Linked DNA regions of Gossypium hirsutum: regions 1 and 3 are each linked to region 2. Evidence: chromatin contacts called from public Hi-C data. All regions are on one chromosome and are shown on one strand. Each heading gives the region's core, a stretch centred on a gene start, on an enhancer-like site or on the middle of the called end of the contact. The rest is flanking DNA. Distances are from core to core; before and after follow the strand shown. Region 1 holds the start of LOC107951136 (amino acid transporter AVT6A). Region 2 holds the start of LOC107951131 (putative lipase YDL109C). Region 3 holds the start of LOC107952202 (serine hydroxymethyltransferase 2, mitochondrial).

What was found. A called contact is a pair of places that touch in the nucleus more often than the background predicts.
Region 1: a Hi-C map of leaf shows a contact between it and region 2, with 2.4 times the contacts expected there. The contact joins the promoter of LOC107951136 here to the promoter of LOC107951131 in region 2. A contact is called at or near these places in 13 of 34 Hi-C or Micro-C datasets (callus, hypocotyl, leaf and 2 more).
Region 3: a Hi-C map of leaf shows a contact between it and region 2, with 2.8 times the contacts expected there. The contact joins the promoter of LOC107952202 here to the promoter of LOC107951131 in region 2. A contact is called at or near these places in 3 of 34 Hi-C or Micro-C datasets (all in leaf).

Annotation. Positions count from the first base shown.
Region 1 is chrA02:19,613,034-19,617,644 of Gossypium_hirsutum_v2.1, forward strand. LOC107951136 (amino acid transporter AVT6A) reads left to right here and starts at 1,400. Exons shown (of 5, transcript XM_016886070.2): 1 at 1,400-1,877; 2 at 1,977-2,129; 3 at 2,207-2,410; 4 at 2,811-3,276; 5 at 3,426-3,976. The coding sequence starts at 1,454. The coding sequence ends at 3,564. LOC107951137 reads left to right here. Exons shown (of 3, transcript XM_041083046.1): 2 at 177-354; 3 at 535-633. The coding sequence ends at 323.
Region 2 is chrA02:19,341,070-19,345,563 of Gossypium_hirsutum_v2.1, forward strand. It overlaps LOC107951131 (putative lipase YDL109C), which reads right to left and starts at 1,449. Exons shown (of 12, transcript XM_041083005.1): 1 at 1,006-1,449; 2 at 851-918; 3 at 296-366; 4 at 1-85. The coding sequence starts at 1,295.
Region 3 is chrA02:18,921,766-18,926,102 of Gossypium_hirsutum_v2.1, forward strand. It overlaps LOC107952202 (serine hydroxymethyltransferase 2, mitochondrial), which reads left to right and starts at 3,081. Exons shown (of 15, transcript XM_041082980.1): 1 at 3,081-3,351; 2 at 3,460-3,498; 3 at 3,607-3,693; 4 at 3,854-3,975; 5 at 4,266-4,337. The coding sequence starts at 3,262. LOC107952201 (GATA transcription factor 25) reads left to right here. Exons shown (of 7, transcript XM_016887479.2): 7 at 1-6.

The DNA.
Region 1 (4,611 bases), core at 150-2,649, 270 kb after region 2:
GTCCTCAGTCTGTGCCCCTTCTACGTACCTTTGTTGGCTTTATTCATAGGCTAACAAGAATATTTTCTCATAATGTAATGCATGTTGTTATGGGGAATGATCAATTAATCATTCATCTATGTGCCTGATCCAGGAAATACCTTTCCGAAAAGGATGATCTATGTTTCTTATTACAGGAACTAAGTTCAATGGGTGACTCCTTCAGACCTTCAGATGTAGAAAGGGCTTTGTGGAGTTCAGCTGTAGGCGTAAAGTTGCAGTCTTCACAGACAGCTCCGGACAAGAAGATCAAGGGAAGCAACAAAAGAAAGAGAAAACATTGAATTATCTATGTGCAAGATGATGGAAACTTTTGTGAGTTCTAACATGGCCAAGTATTAATCTTGTTTACTTGATACTAACACTTTATCAATGTGATGTTGTGCCTTGGTCATATATCTGGCATACATGCATGGAATGCAGCCTGAAATACCTTGTGTTGGATTTAACTGTTTTAGTATGGTTAACCCTCTGATATTAGTTAAATATTGACAGTAGCACAGTACCATGCTATGGCACCTTGCATGAAGTTACTTTGAGAAAATGTCAGAGACCCAAGTTATATGATGAAACCCTTGATCCATCTTTAACTTACGAGGTAATTTCAGTCCTTTTTTCCCCTACTTTATGGATGGTAATTTGCTTGTGGGTGGAATGGTAAAGTGCAGTGCAGGTGCTTTAGATTCAAACCACAGCGTTGTTGAAAGCTAGGTGAACGTACCACCCGGGTTTGGTACTTGAATTAACTAATTAAAGGGACCACGTTAGGCATTATTAACCCACCCACAAGCAAATTAGGGTTGGCCGAAGGACAATGGTCCATTTATGGACTCTTTAATGGTTAGCCTAGCTGTTGCAAACTGAAAGCTAAAAAAGGCTCTCAAATGGCAGAAAAAACATAATTTACACCAATGAAATTCTCGTTTTCTTGGTAAAACAAAATGTAATTTAATAATTGAACCAACAAAAAAAAAAGAAAGCAGTTTTACTATAACAGAAAGAAGTAACAGGAAGATTTAATAAAATTTCCATTTTGAGCAACCAAAAGCTTGGTTTTTTTTTTTTTCATGTAGGGAGATGAGGTCATTGGTTTATAGGTGTCAAGTCGCCATTCGCTTTCCTTGTACTTCCCGTAACCATTGTGTTATTGGAGCCTTTCCATTTCGATCTATAAAATTACACCAAAAAGAAAGGCCGTGACGGACGAAATCTTCAAAGCCCAAAGGACCCTCTCTCGCTGGCTGCGTTTCTATTTTCTGGAAACTTTCACGGTAGTTACACGTGTTCGCAATTTATCGTCCGGTCACTTCCCGCGTGAAGACCTTCCCGACTCGGGACTTGCTATCATCTTCAAAAACTTCCTAAGACTCTTCTTCTTGAACGGCCTCATTCAACGGCTTTAACCACCAAAGTGATGAAAATGAATATTATGCCCTCCTTCTCAGACAGTAAACACCGACGGAGTCCCCGAGGAGAGGCTCTCCTCCCACAAAAGCAGGGCTACCGAGTACTCGAGACTCCCGAAGCCGGCTTTGATGGGGCTTCAACTTCAGGAGCCATTTTCAACCTCTCGACCACAGTTGTGGGAGCCGGTATCATGGCGCTCCCAGCCACCGTCAATCAGTTGGGCCTAATCCCGGGTCTATTCGCAATCATATTCGTCTCTATGCTAACGGGATCATCCATCGATAAGATACTTAGGTTCAGTCGAGCCTCCAAGTCGGCCACGTATTCAGGCGTTGCCGCTGACGCTTTCGGTGGGACCGGCCGTAACATCCTTCAGGTTTGCATCGTCATCAACAATTTGGGCATGCTTGTGGTTTACATGATCATCATAGGTAAGTTTGAAACCCTCCCCCCCCCCCCAAAAAAAAAAATTAAGCTTCGTGGAACGACTAATTGCCCTTCGATCACCTCTGAATTTGAATTGATTGCAGGTGATGTGTTGTCGGGGACATGGGAGGATGGGTTCCACCACAAGGGAGTTATGGAAGAATGGTTCGGTGAACACTGGTGGACAACGCGTTCGGCTTTGCTCATGTTCACCACGCTCTTCGTTTTCGCACCTTTCATTTCATTCAAACGCGTTGGTAACTAACTCACTCCTCAAAAATTCTAAATTGCTGCTATACTTTTATTGAATGCTTGTTGTTTTTCGTGATTTTAGATTCATTGAGATACACATCGGCATTGTCAGTTGGTTTCGTGATCGTATTTGTGGCAATAACAGCGGGAGTTACCATTGTTAAGTTGATGGAAGGGAAAATCGAAATGCCTCGTTTAATGCCGAAACTTGAAAACCAGGCATCGTTTTGGAAGCTTTTCACCACTGTTCCTGTTCTAGTCACTGCTTATATATGCCACCATAACGGTAAGTCATCAGAGATTGATTCCTTCTACACTTCTAAGTATTTATTATCATAATTTGGTTTTGTTTAGTTGTTGGTTCAAGTTGATTATCTTCCAATTTGTACCAAATTAGTTGCATCTTTGAGTTGATTGAATGCTTTAACGGTAAGAGATGCTTAATGTACCTGTTGATACCTAAAACTCTGCGAAGAACAAGTAATCCATTTATGGTTCAACATTACATAGAATTACAAATATGATGCGCTATTGTAACAAAAGTTTTCTCTGAAATAAGTGTTCCAACAACTCTCCTCCTTACATGGCAAATATTGTTAAAATTTTAATATATGCTTGTTTATATGACAATTGATCAACCCTTTTGTTTTTATCTATTTCCTTTTGTCTTGGATACACCTGTGCAGTACTCCCAATAGCGAATGAACTGAGAGACCCTACACAGATGAAGTTAATTGTTAGGAAGTCCCTCATGTTTTGCTCTTCTCTCTACATTGCCACCAGCTTCTTCGGATTAGTTCTGTTTGGAGATCATATTTTGGATGATGTGCTTGCCAATTTTGATGGTGATCTTGGAATTCCGTATAGCTTGTTGCTCGATGACTTGATCAGAGTGAGCTACGGGCTTCACTTGATGCTTGTTTTCCCAATTGTGTTTTTCTCCCTTCGTCTCAACGTAGATGGTCTTTTATTTCCATATGCCATTCCTATTGCCTTTTCCGAAAAGAGGTTCTTCTCAATGACAGTAGCTCTTATGGGTTTTATCTTTATGGGAGCCAACTTTATTCCTAGCATCTGGGATGCCTTCCAGTTCACTGGTGCCACCGCCGCAGTTTGTGTTGGTTATATCTTTCCAGCTGCCATCACCCTTAGGTAAAGTAATAGATGTTTTGTTGAATTCAGTGTCAAATGAACTTTCATGCAACCCCTTGTTAGATGGTGTAGTACTATATATGTTTATAACAGAGTGCACCAGACATTAAAACTAGTTTTGAAGATTAGCTACTGGATTCTTTATGCAGGGACACCCATGGAATTGCAACAAAGAAAGATAGACTAATATCATGGATGATGATATTTCTTGCCGTCTCAACGAGCACGGTGGCTGTGACAAGTGACATTTATGGCATTTTAACAGTTGACAAAGGAGTTATAACCTGATTCTATCGAGGTGTCCGTTTATATATATCCAGTGTTCCGGGTGCAGTGCACTGTTGGAAACCAGAGCTAATGGGCAAGGAGACGATCTGGGTTCTATTCATGCGGTTTACCCTCAAAGCTAACTTGACAAATAGGGGATATGTTTTATATGAGCTTGCTGGGAATAAAGTGAGTTTTCCAGCGTGTCATGAGGTTTGATATGACCTTTTCGATGAAATTCAAGGTGATTTAGCTGTTAGTTCTTGGTCCTTTAGGTGGGTAACAAATAGGAAAATTTTATTGATTGATTATTCATGATCTAAATTTAATTGAACGTGTTTCTCATTATGTAATCAAACTAAATTCTTACCGTTGCATGGGTTACTGTATTATTATTATTTTTTGAGAAGTTAAAGTTACAATTTGCTTAAAAGTAGATGTATTTTTCGTAATTTGGATTTTTATTCGAATTTATTCTTTACTTTTCAAAATAAAAAATTTAAGTCTATTTATTAACATTATTAAAAATTTTTGTTGAATTTACTGGCAAAGCATCTCGAAATTTAAAAAAAAAAAATTCGTTTGGTATCCATATAAAAAAAACATTATAATGGACATCAATTTAATAAAGAATTCTAATAGTGCTAATAGTTCTTAAAAATTGATATCATCATTCTAATTAGAATAAATAATTTAGACTAGCTAATGACATTATAAAAATTAAGGTATCAAATTATGTCAAAATTAAAATATATAGATTAAATCTCAAATTTAAGCAAAATATAGTAGATTGTCCATAGGCGGGCCGCCCGGTCCATCTAAAAGATCTGCCTAAAAAGTAGGAGGGTTTAGGCAAAAATATAGACCTGAAAAATGGGCTTGGACAAAAAAATAAGTCTCGTTTGAAAAACAAGTTAAGTCTCGGGTAAGGTTTTTTGGCTTAGGCCTAGCCTGAATTTGTAAAAAAAAAAAATTATGTTGTTTTGTTGTCATTTTACTATTATATTGCTACATTTTGTTGTTATTATTTGAATATTGTATAACTTTTGATTTATTGTTAATTTTGAT
Region 2 (4,494 bases), core at 199-2,698:
CATACCTTGCTACAAGGCCACCTAATGAATGACCAACGAAAGAAATCTTCTGAACACTTGGGTGACAGCTTATGACAAGTTTAACCTGAAAAAGGTAAACTTAAATTAATATAAATGATTTCTGTCAAATATATATATATATTATAAATGGTAAAAATGGAAGTACAGAGTATCAAACTACAGAACAATAACATATCAACGGTAAACGGCAGTTAGCAAAATTGGAAAATAATCTGAGTTGCAATCATGAATAATGAACCTTATTGAAGACAAATAAAATTGATAGCACACATACCTCCTCTGCTAATCTGTCGCCCATTACATCGACACCATCAAATGTCAACGTTGAAGAATTGCGCTCACTGCCTGCATTGCGCATTAAGTCATTAACCATTCAGTACTTATTTCACCATGAAATTCATCAACAATATCATTAACTCATTATCACGAATATTCATTTAGTGAATGGGTCTTGCGTTCTCTTCACCAATTAATTAGGATGGTAACAATCCAGCAAAATATTAAATAAGAAAAAAACACAATTTGATGAATAACAATCAAAATTTGAATCCTGGATCAGTCATTGGTGAGACTTATCTACTTATAACTTCGGATAGATCTAAAGTCTAACCCAGGTTAAATTAATTCAACAGCATTGGAGTATAAGACTCCAAATTACTTAGCAGACTACTTATGAAATTCTATTAGAGATTAATTATGAAACAGTTCAAAAAAATAACTTTGTAAGAAGAGAAGGGTGAGATGAGTAAATCATTAACTTGAAACTAATTAGCATTTAGCATAATCACAGTTAATACATACAAAAAAAATGGAGTACCGAAGTACTCACAATGAACAATAACATTCTCAGGATACGTCTTTAAAAGCTGCTTCGCTGCAAATCTCCAATTCTGAGCACTGCAAAGATACCAATCCAAAAATCAATCAAGCAGTTCGGAACACATAAATAATATTAATAAAAAAACGATTAAAACCGAGATTAACCTGCCAATGATGCCATTAACCATGATAACTAGATGAGTAGGATTGTTACGCTCTCCCGGAAACTGGACTTCCATATCGACACCTCCGTTCTCGTGGGATTTCGTTCTCAAGCATCCAAATCTCGGCAAACTCAATGATCTTCTATTCTTTTTTTTCTTCATCTTCTTCTTTTTCTCCTGCTGATTCAGTATCTTATTACTAGTATTATTGTCTTCCCTAACCTTGATCTCTTCAGCAACATCAACTTCCTTCTCCGGTACTCCTCTACAATCTCCCTCCATATCCGCCATTTTGAAGCTTAAAAACAGAGCTAAGGTAATAAGAAACAATCTTAAAGTGTTGTATTAAGCTAGATTTTTGTGTTGGATTTTGATAATGAGAAAATGGAGGGAGTCAAAATAAGCTAGCCAGGATTTAAAGAAGTGAAGAGGGGGACAATGAAGATGGTGAGGGCGGGCGGTTTTTGTAGTTACGGGTTTGTTAGCTAAATGGGGCGACCCGCTGGTCCCCTCTCTTTAATTTTAAGAGATTGCCCTTGATTTTATGGTTTTATTACGGGATAAATTTGTTTCCATCGGCTGATGGGTTGAGGATAAAATCGTCATCCTGTAAGTATATTTGTTTTTGTGCTTCAATCTTGATTTTTTCTTCTAGAAGGAGACAGAAATGACACGTTTAATCTTCGGAAACTTTTGTCTTCAAATTTTAAAGCCTCGTTTTTTCAACTCGGACGGCTATTTCTTAATTACCAATTTTTTTAATTTTTCTAATTCTTAAATCATCTATTTTAATTTTTACTCCCGGATAAGTGAAAGAGGGGAGTGAGTTTATTTAGAATTGAATCCAATTTTTATACCTACAACATAATGATTTTGTAACTGAATTAAAGATTGTTAACGAGAATCAATTAATATTGAATTATGTATCTGAAGCAATACAAATAATCGATTGACTTATTAATTGATATGAGTCAATTAAATTTGATTAAATTAGTGGTTGAATTAAAGTTTATAATTTTTTAAAATTTTATAAATTTTTAATAATTTATTTAATTAAAACTAAACGTACTAATTGGATCAACAATTTATGGCCTAGCCTTTGATAACTACCTATTTGTATTTATAATCTCTTTTCAACCCTTTACTCAAATTCATATATTCGTCATTGTTACAATAGCAACAGTATCAATTGGGATAAAGTTCAATTGTATTATATTATTATTTTAATGTATTACACTTGTATTTAAAATATCATATATTTTTTTTATAGGGTGATAAAGTGTAGGATTTATTAAAAAAGTCTAAGCTTGTTTGAACTAGATCATGCTGATCGGTTAGATTAAGAATCAATTGAGATATTAATTTGGTGAGAGATTTTCAATCGTTAACTTAAAAATCAGTACGAACTAAACAAAAAAAATGATTGAATTGAATTTTTAATATTTTATTTTATAATTTTATTAATAATTTATTTTATAGAACTTATCGCAACAATTAAATCATGAACCAATAACGTGATTAATTTGAGTACCAATCCAAATTTGAAAATTTTGCAAAAAATCAAAATTAATAACTTAAATACAAATCATTTACCTGGATAAACTATTAGAGTAATAATTCGTATTAAAAAATAACGTATTTTTATAATTAGTATAATGCTATGTTTTAACTAACTTATTATACATATATCTTTGTCGCATAAGAATATTAAATACCAAAAGCATGGAAGCACCAACTTCGAAGTTAGGCATACATATGAATATGGTATTATATGCTATGTTCCAACTTTAAATTAGGTTGGAAATGATATAATACCAAATAATATTATTTTTCGAGCCAAGCAATTAATATATATTTTGTGCAAGTCTGTACTAATGGAACATACATTCATATGTAAAAAGACTAAGCAACTCTAACTATATTAAGAAAATAAATAAATTAATGTTGAAAAATCAAATGTGTATGGTCCTAAGTCTATGCCTCTTAATGTCAAGCTATCTAGAAGTCCTCCAACCTTTTTTGGTCAATGGCAAGAAGGAGAGACTCTTCAAATGTTATCAACATTCCAACATAGATAACCTTTCTAGAAACCATTTAACATCTGTCTTTCACCAATCATCCATTAATTCTCGCTTCTTGTCATCAACTACATGGGTTGTTTCCAAAAGAAATGGGTAAATGTTTAATTTCCTCACTTTTTTTTATTTTGGTTTTAACTTTTTTTTAAAAAAAATTATTTTGATTTTAACATTTAAAATTTAGTTAAATTATTTTTTATGAGATAGAAAAATTGACTCGACTGTTAAAATTTTACTGTTATTGGCATAATAGGCAATGCAACTTTCTTTGTGTACTTTACTAGTAAGAGAAAAGATTGTATGAAACGGTGGCGCCACGTCATCTGTATCCCTTTCTAATAGTTTTATGCCACATCAGTACTTTTATCCTGAATTTTAGTATTTTAATTTGGATTTGATTTTTTTCAGGATAAAATCCTGAAATTCAGGATAAGAGTACTGATGTGGCATAAAACTATTGGAAAGGGATACAGATGACGTGGCGTCACTGTTTCATACAATCCTTTCCATTAATTTTTTTAAACAAAATTTGTGAATCTTTTTCGTTGAATTTTTTTTTATGAAATATACATGGATTTCCACATAAATAGTCATACCAGTATTGTTAAAATTTCAATGGTCTAATTACTTTTCCCATTTAAAAATAAATAATTTAACTAAATTTTAAAAATAAATTGCCAAAATAATAAAAATAAATAAATTGGGATCAAAATAAAAAAAATTAAAACCTAAATTTATCATTATATAAAAAAAATTCACTCAATCATATAGAAAAAGAAATAAATATAAGAAAATAGCATCTAAATTCCTTTTTTTTAAAGAAAAAAATTCAATATCATACTTCCATATACTTGCATATATTGAAGGGCCAAGCAACATATTTTGGCACTCAACTTTAAACACTAAGGTTATATATGTTTTACGGTAAACTACATGATTAATCATTTTAAATAAAGTCGTTTTTATTTTAATTACTTTAATTTTTTATTAATTTAGTTATTTAAAAAATAAATTAATCAAATTGATCACTCTATCGTTAAATGATAATGAAAGGCTTACGATGTGTTTGTACGAAAAAATTTTTGAGTGATCAAAATAGAAATAACTTAATTTGAAGTGATTGGTTGGTCGTTTACTCTAATTTTAGAATGACTAACCGGTAATTTACTTTATTTTTTAAGTAAAATATTTTATTATATATTAAATAAAAATTATAAAACCATAAAATTACAAGGAGGAGGACAAAAAAAATACATGAATTATCTAAAATCGTGAAAGAAATCAAATGTTCGAGAATTGAAAAATCTGTAGCAAATGTCTCAACAATATATTAAAGTTATATTAACCAATTTCCATACCAATTTTTTTATTAAAACAAAGCTTATTAAAAGAAATTGTTGTGGGTAAAAAAA
Region 3 (4,337 bases), core at 1,831-4,330, 420 kb before region 2:
TCCTCCTATTCCTTCTTGAGTTTTTGTACTTTTGCATGAGATTACCTGTTTTAAGAGAACCCTACACCGGATGTATGAGCTGAAGCTTCAAATTTCTACCTTTGGTAATTTTACCTTCCCTGTTTGTCAAAACCTTTTTTTTTTTTTACCCTACCACGTTCCTAAAGGTGAACCTGGTAAATAATATAATACAAACGGTAAGTACTTTTTCTAATGGCTTTGTAGTATGTTTTATTTAATCAATTAAAGTAACTAGATGTCACTAAAAGGAAATTACTAAATTGTTCGATACAATACACTCTTTTGCTTATCACTAGCTAATATGGAGGTTAAACAACTAAAAGAGTCTTACATAAACAAAATAAATTGTGAACTATGAGCTGCTGAAAGACCGCGTTGAGAATTGCTTCCGACGCATGTTAAATCATTTGTACAATTATTGCTTTAATAACCTAGATCTCACACTATGCACTCGGTGATCAAAAAAGATAAGTGGTTATTAGAAATTGTATCAGTAGACATAAAATGTTTAATGGTAGTGGCATTCACTTCTATTTCTGAGTAATATTTAGGTCCCTCGCCAAATTTAATCTGCTCTTCAATGCCTATAATTCGACGTCAACATTTGCTGTTCTTTGGATATGCAGATATCCTCCAATTACTTAATTCCCAAAATGGTTTTTTTATGAGATCCTCAGCACTCACTCTATTAAGGTTTCCTAGAGAAGATCCATTGGTATCAAGTTTAAACCAGTTCTTTGGAGGTGGTTTTCAAGACAGCAACAAACTTGGGTACATGTATTTCATTTACAGCTAGAGATAGCGAAAAACTCATTTAGGACTATGTTCTTTCGGGCAATCATCTCCAAATATTAGGGCGTTGTGGGTGAGGGTCAAGACAAATAACTTCTTCTAATAGGTCCTTGGTTTTACAGATCATATTTTAGCAAAGTTATTATCTACTGTGTAGTCTACCCATTCAACATAAAAAATGATTGGGACTTTGGTAGAAGCAAAAATTCCCTCTCAAAACACTTTTGAGTAAACTGACAATCCTTAAATAGGTGTTGTATATCTTCCTGAGCAGATAAACACAGAGGACACGAGTCTTTCCTCGTTAGCTTCCTATGTCAGAGGAACGATTTGGTGGAGACCACATTGAGGCCACATTTCCAAAGGAATATCTTAAGTTTCAGAGATAGCTTAGCTTTCCAAATGAGCTACCACAAATGAGGATTGTGGTTCAGTCTTTTAGTGCTAATAAATACACACTTGCAAGCGAGAAGCGGCCGTTAAATCTCGTGGGATAAACACAGAAAAACAATGTATACCAGATTCCTCCTATTTATCTCTAACTCGGCTGAAATTCCAGCTACCTTCCTCCTGGTTAAGCGGGCCTGCTCCTAATCCAGACCATCCTACCATTGCGAACAACCCAATTGATCCTTGAGGTGAATAAAGTAGTAATCTTTGGCAAGGAGCTCCATGTTTAGAAGTATTCATTACAAGTTGTGAATTGTTGGGGTTCAGAAAGTATTTAGCTATATGAGTTTTGAGTCCTCATGCATCAGTCTCCAGCCCAACTTAGCGAAGAGAGCTTTATATATATATTGGCGGGGGGGGGGTATATATCTAACACCCCCTATGTTTAAGGAGAGTAATGATGTCCCAACTAGCTAAATGTAGTGTCGAGTGTGATTCTGTCCCTCCCCACAAGAAGTTCTTATTAATACGGTCGAGACTGTTTAGAATAGAAGCTGGAAGTAGTTTGGGATGGTAGACTGGATAATAACTAATCGGCTTGTTGGAGAGAGACGGTTTGCTTACTCAAAGCGTCCAATATTCTATTTAAAAAAAAGTTATTAAAGAAAAATGAAGAGAATTTGTGTATTTGTATCACAAATCGTATTCTGTAAGTAATGTGTAACTGTAAGGCAGCATGTAAGATAAAATATGCGAAAGGGCTGCATGATTTTTAATGTTTTGTATAAGGATATGGGAAGTTTTGAATTGTACAAAAAAAATAAAAATAAAAATAAAAATTGAGAATACAAAATTCAATTTAATTCCTCCATTTCAAATATAATAAAAATGAAAAACTATATTGTGATTCTCACTTTCTTTTTTTAATGAACCAAACTGTTTTTTGATTAGTTTGGCCACCTTTTATAGATTTCAAACCACAACGTTTAGAACCAGTCACCTACTACTACTGTTCTCAATTTTTAAAATATAATTTTGAGTGCAGGTTTAGGTTTAGGTTTAGGCTTAGGGGTGAGAGTTTGTATAAAAAAATTTCGAGTAATTTAATTAGCAATTAGGAGTAAGCATTTAACCGAATCGAGTGAAAAAAATTAGAGTTAATTGAGTTATATTTTATTATTCTAACTTGATTTGATTTTTTTTAAATTGAGTCGAGTGAAATTGTTTGAGTTAAATTAAAAAAATTAAATATGCTACATTATAATTAATTCCATATTACAAAAAATTTAAAAAAGAAGAAGAAGATAATTTAGCATGATAAACTTAAATCATTAATTAATATATTTTAAAATTTTAACTTTATTTATATATTGTTTAGAAATTTTTTTATAATTTAAAAACATATAAATTTTGAATTTTTTATGAATATTTTGAATTTTTAAAAAATATTTTGTTTTTTTTAATTTTTGTTAAGATAGATCAATTAGTTCATTTCTAAAATTGACAAGAGTTGAAGGGGTTTGTTATTTGAGTTAACTTGAATAACTCAGTTCAATTAACTCAAAATTTAAATTTTTTTCAAATTTTGAAATCGAATTGAATTGAGTTTTGTTTATCAACTGAATTTATTTTGATACTTACATTTCTTTCACAATTATAAAAGCTTGATGATATAATACTATAAAATTGTATTATGTGATTAAATCTTCTTTGATAAAACTAATCTAATTATCACATTCAAGTATAAAAAAAATACTTGAAAAAAAATTAAATACTAGAATAATTGTAAATTTGAAGTAAAAGGGAAAAAATTATCAAATTAACCCATATTCCATAGATTTGAGAAAGTGACGTTACACCGCAAAAGCAAAGCAACCAACCCCGTCCCGCCCGAACAAACTTGGATCTGACATATCACAGCCCGCACTTCAATACTTTACTTATACATAATATCAATAATAATCCCAACACAAACAAAACATTTTCAGTCCTCCACCAACCCACTCTAAACACTCTTTTGTTTTTTTCCCTTGGAACAGCTGAGCCAAGACGCGAGTAATGGCGGTGGCAATGAGCTTTCGTAGATTGTCTTCCTCCATCAAGTCCCCAACCAGACCTCTCTTCAGTGGCAGCTCCCTCTATTATATGGTTCTACATCTCTATTTCCTTCTTTTTTGTTCCATTCCTTCTTTAGTTAAATTTCATCTTTCTTTCTTTCTTTTTTTCTTTTTTTCTGATTTCTTTTTTCATTTGCAGTCAACAGCTGCGGCAGAGAAAGAGAAAGCTCGTGCTAATGTAAGCGTCATTAGTAATATTATTTTCAAAGGAGCTTTAGATCTTTGATCTTTTTAATTGTGATTTATGCAAAAAAAAAAAAAACTAAAAACGTGTTTGGTTGTGCAGCGGATACATCAGTTGAATGCTCCGCTAGAGGAAATCGATCCTGAAATTGCTACCATAATCGAACTCGAGAAAGCTAGGCAATGGAAGGTTTTTTTTTTTTGTTAATAAATTCAAATCTCGAGCCTTTTTTTCGCATTTCTGGTTTTTATTTTATAATCTATTTTCTTTTCTATAACTTCAGTCAGGTATTTGATTGATTAAGAGATCAAATCGTTTTTTATTTTATTTTCTGTTTAATGTCTAATAGGGACTAGAACTTATACCATCAGAGAATTTTACATCCCTATCAGTAATGCAAGCAGTGGGCTCTGTCATGATCAACAAGTACAGTGAAGGGTATCCTGGTGCTAGATACTACGGAGGAAACGAGTTAAGACGATCTACTTTGATTTTGCCTATTGTTAATTTTATTTCACTGCTAATATCAGTTTAAAAATGGATGTGGGTTCATCTACAAATTGATTTCAGACTGGTTGTAATTTTCAGGGGATTGAATTGGAAAATAAGATGCATTGCTAGAGATGTTATATGTGGTTTTACTTTTTAGTATAAATTATTGATAACTATGTTGATCTGATTCTTCATTTTTCTTTAAGTCAGTCCGAGTAACATTAATTGGTTAAAGTCACTGTCTAATGTTGTTAATTCTATTTGATCAGATACATTGACATGGCTGAGTCCTTGTGTCAAACGCGTGCACTAGAGGCTTTTGGGTTGGATCCTGCGAAGTG